2 separate regions of the Sus scrofa genome follow, and region 1 is linked to region 2. Evidence: chromatin contacts called from public HiChIP or PLAC-seq data. All regions are on one chromosome and are shown on one strand. The core of a region is the stretch at or near the end of the contact, and the rest is flanking DNA. Distances in the headings are between cores, read along the strand shown.

What was found. HiChIP or PLAC-seq counts read pairs in DNA pulled down with a chosen protein or histone mark.
Region 1: an H3K27ac HiChIP or PLAC-seq map of alveolar macrophages shows a contact between it and region 2. The contact joins the promoter of CAVIN1 here to the promoter of COASY in region 2. A contact is called at or near these places in 3 of 5 promoter capture datasets (fetal liver, fetal skeletal muscle and liver), 6 of 47 Hi-C or Micro-C datasets (embryonic fibroblasts, fetal liver, heart right ventricle and 2 more) and 2 of 2 datasets of contacts at active chromatin or transcription factors (alveolar macrophages and skeletal muscle).

Annotation. Positions count from the first base shown.
Region 1 is chr12:20,370,331-20,376,328 of Sscrofa11.1, reverse strand. It overlaps CAVIN1 (polymerase I and transcript release factor), which reads right to left and starts at 3,853. Exons shown (of 2, transcript XM_021066983.1): 1 at 1-3,853. The coding sequence starts at 605.
Region 2 is chr12:20,258,271-20,264,517 of Sscrofa11.1, reverse strand. It overlaps COASY (Coenzyme A synthase), which reads left to right and starts at 1,786. Exons shown (of 10, transcript NM_213789.1): 1 at 1,786-1,853; 2 at 2,262-2,969; 3 at 3,864-4,078; 4 at 4,331-4,462; 5 at 4,567-4,756; 6 at 4,840-4,904; 7 at 5,093-5,177; 8 at 5,343-5,440; 9 at 5,527-5,673; 10 at 5,775-6,140. The coding sequence starts at 2,273. The coding sequence ends at 5,834.

The DNA.
Region 1 (5,998 bases), core at 2,604-5,103, 110 kb before region 2:
TGGCCTGCCTGGAGTTCCAGGCTGCCGCGCACGGTCTTCACGTTGACGCTGACCTTGCGCACCTTCTCCAGCAACTTGCTCACCGTGTTGCTGGTGGTGGCGTGTGCCTTGCCCAGCTTGCTCAGCTCGCCCTGGATGCTCTGCACGGCGCCCTCCATCTCCGCCTGCCGCTCTTCCAGCTGGGCTTGGGTCAGCTGGATCTGGTCGACGGCGCCGATGATTTTGTCCAGAAGGCTCAGTACCAGCACGCCGTTCACCTGGTCCGATTTGATCAGCTCCTCAGAGCCGGCCCCCGACGGCTCCTCGGCCGCCGCGGCCGCCGGAGCCCCCATGGAGGAGGACCCCTGGTCCCCGGCGTCAGAGTACCCGGGAAGCGGCTGCTCGATGATGTGGAGCTGGGTGTCCTCCATGGCTGCCCGGAGCCGTGCGGGTCCTGCCGGCTGGAGCTGGAACAGGAGACCCGGAGAAGAGGAAGAGCAGGAGGGGAGAGAGTGGATAGCGGAGGAAACTCGAGCCACGTCCGTGCGCACCGGGACGGTGGCCAGAACTGTGGGGCGGGGGATCGGTGAGTTCCCCGGCTCCCAGACCAAACCCCGGAGTCTCATCGCCCATTGGCTGGCCCGACCCCAGAAAAGGAGGGACCGGGGCAGAAGGGGAGACCGACGCTGGGGAAGGGGGGGCAACCCAGGGGGACCCAAGAGCCGAGCGCCCCACCCTTCCCAGGATGGTTGGAATAGTTGGAGCGGGAGACTAGGGCCTCCGCCGGCAGCGGAGGCGGCGGGAGCGGGAACGGGGCTGAGGAATGTGAGCTGGGGAAGGGAAACAGGTCCCGGAGTGTTGCTGTACGTTTCCCTCTCGCTTTTTTCGCTCACTCCCAAACCCACCTCTGCATTTTTCAGTTCCAGGTCGGGTCGACAGACGCGACAGGAGATCCCGAGATTATGTGCAAAATTTTGTATTTTGTCCAGTTTTTGAGAGGGAAAGGATCCATGGCTTCCACAGTCTTTTCAGAGAGGTTTCTAATTGTCTAGCCCGCCAAGTTACCCACCAGTGTCGTGAAAGCTTGAGGGGTGGTTTGCCCAAGGCAAGGGAGAACTGAAATTAGAGTCAGTGGTAGTGAGGGGCTGCCAAGCTTCCTGGAGGTTCCTCTTAGAATTATCCTCAGAGGAGGATTCAGATGGGTGATAAAATAGAAACTAAAGCCTTTTACTCATCTCTCACCTTTCGCTGTGTTTCTGCCTGCCTCAGACGTCTGGCTGACACCAGTCTGGAGAGCAGGGTTGGGAGTACCTCTGCCTCTCTGGAGACGGGTGCTCCGCGGTCAGAGCCATCGGACCCGGAATGAGGGCTTGGAGAGGGATGGTGACTTGCCAGGAGGTTATTAGCTGGTTAGCACTGACGTGGCACTCGAACCAGGTGTGAAAACTCCTCTCTCGCACTTTCCACCTTAGCAGGCTGTACTGGGACAGGGAAGGGCCGACCCAGATGTGCACCAGCCTGTTGACTTGAGGATTAACTACAAACATGTTTTCAACCATAATGGGTGTCAAGCAGCAGGCATCTCTGAGCACAATCAAGGAGGGCCCATAGCTCAAAAGTCCAGGGAGGAGAAACTGCCCATTCTCCCCTATTTAGGCCCCTAACACGGGACTGGAGCTGTGAGTTCCCTGAAGCAGCACTGCCCCCCTTTACCCTAGAAAAGCCACAAACCTTTTCCCTGCTTAGGAAACCAAGCTTGGGTTTCCCCAGCTGGATAGATGATGGTCTTGGCAAAAGGTCACTTCTAGTCTGGCAGGCATTATCATTAGGAAGAGTGGGAAAGTGTTTGGTGGGGAGCCCGGGCCCTATTAATCTAGTTAGAGAACCTACCAAGCCAGAAAGGAGCTGAAAAGTTGACTGTCTGGAATAGTGTGGGATAGCCTGGGATCGTCCGCGATAATCTGGGGTAGTGGGGGGATAGGCTGGGATTGTCTGGGGTAGCCCCAACAACTATTGAACAAGATATTTCCCCTGACACTTCATAGCTGTTTCCACAGAAACAAGTGGCTTTCTTGAATCTCGAAGAGCGTGAACTGGTACATAAAGCCACTGGTATTTATATGCTGGAACTGACAAATTAGCAATTTATTTTAGAATTTGAGAGAAAATGTGTTATAACATTTTAAGTTTCTTCCATTGAGGATTGATAAGACTTCTAAGGAAAAAAAAGTGTGACAGTCGAGAAATGTACTGGATGTTCATAAGGTTCTGACTTTTATAACTTGATTAGGTTGTTTTCACAGGTGACATGTAAGGTACAAATTGCAAATAGAAATATAGCAAAAGATGTTTTCTTTCTACTTCTGTCTGCAGCAAATTAATTTCTGACTCAGGAGACAACAATTGCTACTGTTTTCTTGTGTAACTTCTAAACCAAGTCTCTGCACATCATGTATATAAAAGCACTACACTATGCTTTTTGTCAATTACCAATACATCTTGGAGGTTATTCTATCTCAGTATATATAGAGCCGCCTTGTTTTCTGGTATAGGGAGGTACTCTACTTATTTAACCAGTTCTCTATCAATGGACATATACAGATTACAATTTAAACCTCACTTGGTGTAGGAGAGCTGCTGAAGAGGAGTTTTAGTGCTTGATTTGTTTTTTGTTTGTTTTGTTTTGTTTTGGTTGCATGTTTCCTAAAAGGAATCAAGTCCATGCCATTCTGATTTTCTCATCAGGAAAGTATTTCTCTTCTTCAAAAAGGAATGTCCGTATTTATGGATGAGTCAAATTATGTCCCAGGGATAGTCTAGTGGCTATGTCTCTGACTCATCTGATGCCTCTTTAACAGACAATTTCACGGAAAGGGCCCTACCCCTGCATGCCTATGTCCAACACGTATTTGCATCAGTATTTCTTTCCTTTTCTTCTTCTTACTAAATGCCAGCCAAATCCAACAGGGGGCGTGCTGAGCCTTGGTGCAGTAGCTTTATCAACACCAACACCGACACCCAGAAATGGAGCCGAACAATCCTTCCTAGAGGACTGCAATCCAGTTCAGTGAAAATAAGCAGTTTCTCTTCATTTGGAACTGCTTTCAGTAGGCCATCGCTTGCATTCAGGGTTGATGCTTTGCATTTTCCATTGCTCACTCTATTTGCTGAAAGGCGCACTGTTCCATTGTGTGCTTTCAGCTGGTGAGGCAGTCTTTAAAAGGGATAGAGAGGTGGAAACAAACAACCCTTTGGCCCAGAAAAAGAACACCAGGATGCAACCCTGTCAGCAGCTGAGATCTCACAGCTCTCTGTTATGCTCCTCCATCCATCCATTTGTTCAGGAAAGTGTGACTGTTTACCACGAGCCAGCTGCTGGGCTAGGGAATTCAATAAAGCCCAGGAGTTCTTGTCCTGGCTCAGCAGAAACAAATCTGACCAGCATCCATGAGGACATAGGTTCAATCCCTGGCCTCTCTCAGGTGTTGCCATGAGCTCAGTGTAGGTTGAAGACGAGGCTTGAGTCCTGTGTTGCTGTGGCTGTGGTGTAGGCCAGCAGCTATGCTCCGATTTGACCCTAGCTTGGGAACTTCCATCAGCCGGGAGCAGCCATAAAAAGATTAAAAAAAAAAGAGGAGTTCCCGTCGTGGCGCAGTGGTTAACGAATCCAACTAGGAATCATGAGGTTGTGGTTTCGATCCCTGGCCTTGCTCAGTGGGTTAAGAATCTGGCGTTGCCATGAGCTGTGGTGTGGGTCGCAGACACGGCTTGGATCCCACGTTGCTGTGGCTCTCCGTAGGCCAGCAGCTACAGCTCTGATTAGACCCCTAGCTTGGGAACCTCCATGTGCCGCAGGAGCGGCTCTAGAAAAGGCAAAAAGACCAAAAAAAAAAAAAAAAAGGAAAGAGCAGTAGATGCATAAATAGTTTTGTTTTGTTCCTCCCCACCCCTGGCCCCTGGCCGCCACAAGGCATATGGAGTTCCCAGGCCAGGGGTCAGATCAAAGCCACAGCTGCGATGATGCTGGATCCTTTAACCCACTGTGTCGAGCTGTGGATCGAACCTGCGTCCTGGTGCAGAGACTCCGAGGATCCTGCACATCCTGTTGCACCACAGCAGGAACTCCAGTAGTTTCTGCGCAAAGGGTAAGGTGCTCCAGCAGCTCAGGGAAGGTGACCACTACTTCCTGGCAGAGTGAGGAAGGCTTCATGGGATACATCTTTGCCCCCCACCCACCCACCCACCCCCACTCCCGAGTGGTGACTCGAGGTGTAAAAGCCCAGGCTGGATGAGGTGGAGGCGTAGCCAGGCATTCTCATCTCTTACCATGGTTCTGCCATAAGTCTTTACCAATTTACATTTAGGGAGATTCATCAAGATATGAGGGGTGCAGCATGCAACATGTTCCATTCAGTGTGGGATCTGTGCTGGGGGAAACCCTAGGGAGACAGTGTGTTTTGTTAAAAACAAATGACTGGGATGAATGATGTGGCTTAACATCAGAGAAACCATCTCGAATGCAAAACAAGTCTTCAGCAGCGGTCTCACAGCTGCCACCAACAGCAGAGTGTTTTTCTCCCCAGATTTATAGGCACTATTCTTGTCCTTCTGACATATTTGAAAAGTGCCCAAATATTTGTATATTTCTCCTCCTCAAAAATTCCTTCCTTCTCCATTGAACATTAAAAAAATAGAATAGCTTTCTTGAACCAGAAAGCAATCAAGGAATTCCTGTTGTGGTACAGCAGAAACGAATCTGACTAGGAACCATGAAGTTGCAGGTTTGATCCCTGGCCTCGCTCAGTAGATTAAAGATCTGGCGTTGCCATGAGCCATGGTGTAGATCACAGACGAGGCTTGGATCCAACATTGCTGTGGTGTAGGCCAACGGCTGTAGCTCCGATTTGACTCCTCGCCTGGGAACTTCCGTATGCTTCGGGTGTGGCCCTAAAAAGCAAGACAAACAAACAAACAGAAAGCAATCGAAATTATTTATTAAGTGCTAATTTATGCATAGTTTGTGCTAGAAAACATTCAGAGGACACAGAATTTGCTGTGGGGTAAGAGCTTTGGTCTCAGAGAAGCAGTCATTCAGGCTCATACACATAAAAGTCAAGAAAGTAAACGAATGAAAATGCCATAAAACGTCTTTTCATCCTCTGTCTTCAACATGCACTGGTCTCATCCTAAAAAGCAAACAAAAACAAATCAAAACTGCCATCTTAACTGGTTTTACTTTCCTGCCTCCCCACGGTTGGGTCCATCTGTTTTCTCCTGTTCAGATTTCACTGTTTTCTAGAACTGTTGGTACATATCCCTTACCTCTAATTCAGTCCTTAAATTTCTGCAGTTTATCCAAACAGGTAGTTTCCTTTCTACTAAAAGAACACATAAAAGTCACTAATAAACTCCATGTTCTACCAGTTGTCTCTCCTTTTCCAGTTTTCCTGGAACTCTGCACAGCATCTAGCACTACTGACCAATTTGTCCTTGAGACTCTCTCTCTTGGCCTTTGTGGGGCTGTATTATTTTTATTTACAGTATTTCTTTTTCTTTTTCTTTTGGCCACACCCACAGCGTACAGAAGTTCCCAGGCCAGGGATCTAACTCTGCGAACAAAGCTACTGCATGCAGTGACAACTCCAGATCCTTAATTTGCCGAGCCACAAAGGAACTCCTACTTATAGTATTTTAATTTTTTAATTTTTATTTTATTTTTATTTTTTATTTTTTATTTTTTTAAGAGCTGCACCCCCGGCATATGGAGGTTCCCAGGCTAGGGGTTGAATCAGAGCTGCAGCCTCTGACATACACCACAGCCACAGCAACTCGGGATCCTAGGCACATCTTCGACCTACACCAAAGCTCACAGCAGTGCCGGATCTTTAACCCACTGAGCAAGGCCAGGTGTCGAACCTGCAACCTCATGGACGCTAGTCAGATTTGTTCCCACTGAACCACGACAGGAACGCCTAAATTTTTTTTTTTTTTTTTTTTTTTTTTTTTTTTTTTTTTTTTT
Region 2 (6,247 bases), core at 537-3,036:
CCACAGCAGCAGCCAGCTGACTTTCATCCCTCACCCTTGCCGTGGCGCACCCTGCGCAGTTCCTCAAACAAGGGCGTTAGCCCAGCCCAAATTTCCCAGGGTTTCCCATGCAGGTGCCTCTTTCCCAAGGCCATTTCTTTGGTCTCCTGGCCAGCTTGCCAACTGTTGATTCGTAAACTGGCCCTGTACACAGAGGGCAAAGAGGCTGAAGAAAAAAGGCAGCCAGTCCAGATTGGTAGGTGGCTGGTTTAAGAAGCAACCTCAGGCTTGTTCTGGGCAGTGCAAGAGGAATAGATCTCCGCACCCACCCACCAGAACCTGCAAGTTTCTACAGAGGCCTTAACTGGGTTCAGTCACATATACTGTCCATGTTTATCACTGCCCTCTCAAGGCTGTGTCCTTGAAACAGCTCCCACTGTGGGAATGGTGGGCAGACCACCTTTCAAGGACAGGGGAGGCGTGAGTAGCCTCTGGCTGCCCATGTCCAGCTCAAGGCTGAACTGGCGGTCATGTCCACCAGATGACCTCCTCGAACAGTGACTCTGCAGGCATATGAGACTGTGTGTCCATATGTCTCAGGGAATTTCCTGAAAGTGTGCAGTTTGCGTCTTCAATTGGGTCCTGTAAAACTCAGCTTAAGATATCTTTGCGAAAATTGTGGTCTCAGAGTTCCCTCGTGCCTCACCACATTAAGGATCCAGCATTGTCACTGCTGTGACTTGGGTCAGTGCTGTGGCCTGGCTTCGATCCCTGGCCCGGGAACTTCCACATGCCACAGGCAAGGCAAAAAAAAAAAAGAAAAAAAGCTTGGCCTCAAGTCCTTAAGTCCTTATAACTCTTCCATCCTTGACTCTAGGATTAGATCCAGGTTCTGTGGGGCCAGAGGCATATACATTTGGGGAGACCTCTTTAGGAATAATACAAAAAAAAAAAACAAAAAACAAAAACAAAATTAAGTATGAAAGTGAGCATTTATTTAGTTTGGGAAAATAAACCACAGCACATTACTGCAATTTCCCAGATGGCAACTTGGCTTTGCTTCTCGAGGACGACTGCCAATTCCACCCTCTCCAGCGCTCATTAGGTAAACCCTTGCCACTAAGTCTCTCCTTTCTCCTGTTCACAAGGTCTACCTTCTGGCAGCTCTACTGAGCTCCCACACAGAGCTTTCCTGCTATTATCTCTGGAAAACTGGCGTATCACTAACTCTGGGTGATGTGGGGAGTACTGCACGGGAGCCACGGCACATGACCTCGGTCCTCACCTCCCTAAATATCCCTGGAACATACAGGACCTCAATTTCTCCATCTGTGAAACTGGGTGGTGGCACAGGGGTGTGTGTGGGGGGGACGGTTCTGTGATCTCGCACATGAGGATCCTAGACTGGGAGGACGCCAGTCGCTGGGCTGGGGACACCAAGCCCTAATTTAAGTACTACCCTATAACCTCCACCGCCGTCCCCGCGATTTATTAAGAGGGGAAGCCAGTTGTTAGTTCTACTTTAGCCGCTGTCTCCTGGGTGACCTAGCTAAAGCCAGTCTCTTCTCTCAGAGTCTGAAGGGCACCCGTGAAACGGGCTTTCCAGCCGACCTTGCTCTATTAGTCCAGGCACGTCAGATTCTCTAAATGTGGTCTCACGCCACCTCCCAACTACCGAGCTCCGCCTCTCTGCAAAGGCAGGCGCCCCGCTCCATGAAAAATCTCGCGAGAATCCCTCGACTCACCAAAGTTGAGATTTTTGGCCTTTTCCAGGTTCCGTAGCTCGGAGTCGCAGCGCCGGAACTAGTGTTAACGGGTCGCGGCGGGGGAAGACTCCGCGGTGGTGCACGCGGAACCAAAGTCCGGAGGTCTCAGTAAGTAGGGGACCGACCCGAACCTCAGCGGCCCCCTCTAGTCCCCTCCTCCGATTCCTTGAAGATATTGGTGATTATCAAGAGCGCCCAGGATTTCTGAATCCCCAGCCTAATGACTTAGCAGCTCCTGCCTATTTCACTCCTCCCAAGTTTTCGATTCAATTCTGCGAATTCACTGCTCCATCTGAGTTGATAAACCGAGATTTAGAGCGTAGCCCCGAGGCGCCGTTTCCTGGGCCCTGTCCCCTCCCCCGGGTCTCTCTCAGTCCGCCCTGAGACCCCGTCCCTGGTCCAAGTCCCCTCTCTTAGGTCCACGTCCCTCCTCTTAGGTCCAGGTCCCCCAGTTGTCTTCGGCCTCAGCCACATAGCTCTCAGTCACCCTCGCCTTGTCTCCTTGACCGTCCACAGGCCGGGCCATCATGGCTGTATTCCGATCGGGCCTCCTGGTGCTGACAACGCCGCTGGCCTCCCTGGTCCCTCGCCTGGCCCCCATCCTGACCTCGGCGGCCCGGCTTGTGAATCACACGCTCTATGTACACCTGCAGCCCGGCATGAACCTGGGGGGCCCGGCTCAGCCCCAGTCTAGCCCCGTGCAGGCCACATTTGAAGTTATCGATTTCATCACGCACCTCTATGCTGGCGCCGATCTCCACAGGCACCTGGACGTCAGAATTTTGCTGACCAATATCCGAACCAAGAGCTTTCTCCCTCCCCTGCCTAGCTCGGTCCAGAACCTGGCCCACCCACCGGAAGTAGTGCTGACTGACTTCCAGACCCTGGATGGAAGCCAGTACAACCCGGTCAAGCAACAGCTAGAGCGTTATGCCACCAGCTGTTACAGCTGTTGTCCGCAGCTGTCTTCGGTGCTGCTATACCCCGATTATGGGCCCGGAATGCTGCCTGTGCAGCCCCTAGATGTCCCTTTACCCTCCACCATCAGGCCGGCCTCCCCCGTGGCCAGGTCTGCAAAGCAACCAGTGCGTGGCCACCAGCGAGGGGCTGTAGGTGGCACCTTTGACCGCCTACACAATGCCCACAAAGTGTTGCTCAGTGTGGCCTGCATCCTAGCCCAGGAGCAGCTTGTGGTGGGAGTGGCAGACAAAGACCTGTTGAAGAGTGAGTGAGAGAGACCCTGGATTAGGGCAGTTTTACCCCCACCCCACCCCCAACCCCAGGCCAAGACTGAGGAAGAGTAGGGTGGTCCAGTACTTCCTGCCCCTTCGCACATGTAACCGTGCGTGGCACTCAGTTCATGCTGAGGACATTTTTTAAATGAATAAATGCAGCTTTCTAGGTGTGTGGTCTAGTCACCAATCAGGATTCCCCCAAATGTGGAGCCAAGGAATCTGCACTTTTATTTTTTTTTAATTTTTTGTCTTCTCTAGGGCTGCACCCGCAGCATATGGAGATTCCCAGGCTGGGGGTCTAATGAGAGCTGTAGCTGCCAGCCTCCGCCAGAGCCACAGCAACTCGGGATTCAAGCGGCATCTGCGACCTACACCACAGCTCACGGCAACGCCGGATCCTTAACCCACTGAGCAAGGCCAGGGATCGAATCTGCAACCTCACGGTTCCTAGTCAGATTTGTTAACCACTGTGCCACGATGGGAACTCCAGAATCTGCACTTTTAAACAAGTTCTCCAGGGATGGATCCTAAAATTTGAGACTCTGAACCTAGGTGGATGACTAGGTTGTAGGTTGCAGCGCCAGATACAGTAAGAGGACCATGGTGGATGGCGTGGCTCAGATGGCATGGAATTCTCCATCTGACTCTGATGCCTCCTGGCACTGCTAGTTCTCTGCACACACGCCAACCCTTGCAACACTAACGTGCTTGCCTGCTGTCTCCTCATAACTCTCCTGTCACAGGCCACTTCCCAGCTCAGCCCCTTCTCCCTGCCTCCACCTGCCCTCTGGAGATAGGATGCTTAGGGAAACTCTTTGCAAAACTAGCCCCCCACTCTTCCTCCCCGCTAAAAAGATCTCACTGTTCTGGGCTCCTTCCCCAGGCAAGTTGCTCCCTGAGCTGCTCCAACCCTACACAGAACGCGTGGAACATCTGAGTGAGTTCCTGGTGGACATCAAGCCCTCCTTGAGTTTTGATCTCATCCCCCTGCTGGACCCCTATGGGCCCGCTGGCTCTGACCCCTCTCTGGAGTTCCTGGTGGTCAGCGAGGAGACCTATCGTGGGGGGATGGCCGTCAACCGCTTCCGCCTTGAGAATGTAACCCCTGAGGGAGTCTGGCAGAGGGCGTGGATGGGGACGGGGAAGGCCCCTGGGGGCTGCTGGAAGTACCGTGACCCCAGAGGAGGGAAGAGAGGGCTCGAGGTGGTGGGAAGAGGTACGCGGAACGGGCTCCCAGCCTGCACTCTGAGGCAAGCTGTGCCTCGGGCGGGGAGGGGGGAGGATTAGGCCAGAGATTCGCCCTTCTTCCTCTCACCCCTTCTTCCCTCTCCTCCTCTTCCTTTACCTCAGGGCCTAGAGGAGCTCACCTTGTACCAGATCCAGCTGCTGAAGGACCTAAACCCCAAGGAAAATGAAGAGGACAAAGTCAGCTCCTCCAGCTTCCGCCAACAAATGCTGGGAAACCTGCTCCGGCCTCCACATGTAAGGCTGCCCTTCCTATGCCCGCTGGAGAGGAGAAACCCAAGGGTCCAATCCTGAGTCTAGGGACCCTAGTCACTGTGGGGTTCCCTCTTCTCTGCCCCTAGAAGAGGCCAGAGCTCCCCCCAGGTTGCTACGTGATCGGGCTGACAGGCATCAGTGGCTCTGGGAAGAGCTCAGTAGCTCAGCGGCTGAAGGGCCTGGGGGCGTATGTCATCGACAGTGACCAGCTGGGCCACCGGTCCTATGCCCCGGGCGGTCCTGCCTACCAGCCAGTTGTGGAAGCCTTTGGAACAGGTAATAAAGGGGCGCGCTGGAGGCCCCCTGAAGTGAGCAGATGGCCTGGCCTCCTTGCCCAGGTGTCTGTCTCTGTTGCCCAGATATTCTCCATAAAGACGGCACCATCAACAGGAAGGTCCTAGGCAGCCGGGTGTTTGGGAACAAGGTAAACACCCACCTCTCCAAGGGCTCTGCGGCCACCACTAGACTCAGAGCTCGGGACCCAGCGGACCTCTCTGGTCTGGCCCAGAAGGCCAGTTTCCACTCGTGTGTTCCCCCGCACCTCCGCCCTGGGGCGGCTCCATCTCCAAGGGAAGGTAAAACTCGGCCCACCCCTTCCATTCCCTTCCTCAGAAGCAGCTGAAGATACTCACGGACATTGTGTGGCCAGTTATCGCAAAGCTGGCCAGAGAGGAGGTGGATCAGGCCGTGGCTGAGGGTGAGTGGGCAGGGCGGTGGGAGGAGCCCGGGGAACAGCTAAGCAGACTCTCCCCTAGGAGCTGCCCCCACCCCAAATCAGACCACCCGCTTTCCCTGGGACTGCGTTTCCTTGGTTCTCTGACTGGGAGCAAGTGGCAGGGTGCTGCTGGCTTTCTCCCCACAGGAAAGCGTGTGTGCGTGATCGATGCTGCCGTGCTGCTTGAAGCCGGCTGGCAGAACATGGTGCACGAGGTGTGGACTGTTGTCATCCCCGAGACTGAGGTATCTGGACCCCACCCCAGTGCCAGCCCCATCGTAGACCGCATCCTGCTCTGAGCCAGGGACTGACAAATGCATCGTCTGCCCAGGCTGTACGACGCATCGTGGAGAGGGATGGCCTGAGCGAGGCTGCGGCTCAAAGCCGGCTGCAGAGCCAGATGAGTGGGCAGCAGCTTGTGGACCAGAGCCACGTGGTGCTCAGCACCTTGTGGGAGCCACATGTCACCCAGCGCCAGGTTGGTGCCCAAGGAAAGGCTGGGTTGTAGGGAAGGAGCCTCTGGTGGATGCCTCTCTGATCCTGTTCTCTTTTCTTTGGAACATTCTGGCCTGTCCAAAGGTGGAGAAAGCCTGGGCCCTCCTGCAGAAGCGCATCTCTGAGGCTCCATCAGATCCATGACTGACGGGTCAGAGGAGATCCAGGGGTGACTAGAGGAGATCCAGCAGTGAGGAGGAGTCAGGACCTTGAAGCTCACCCTAGTTTGGGCCTAGAAGGCTCTCAGCTAAGCTGGGTGGGGCAGAAATGGGCCTGCTCGACTGAAGAAGCCTAACCAGCTTGCTGGTGTTTGGCCAACACTGAGAGTGCGGCTCATGGGGGGAGCTGGTCCTCGGCACTGCATTCCCACGCTTGCCCAAAGGTCTGGGTACCCATGGCACGCCAGGGCCAAGGCCAACACTGGGACTTGTAACAGAATTAAAGGTGAATGTTACCAGGTGCTGTGAGGTGTCTGCTTCCTGCTCCAGTGCCTCTGGGTAGCTTTGTGACCCTTGAGCCCCACGCCTGAGCTGGAACCGGGAGTACGGTGGTTAAGA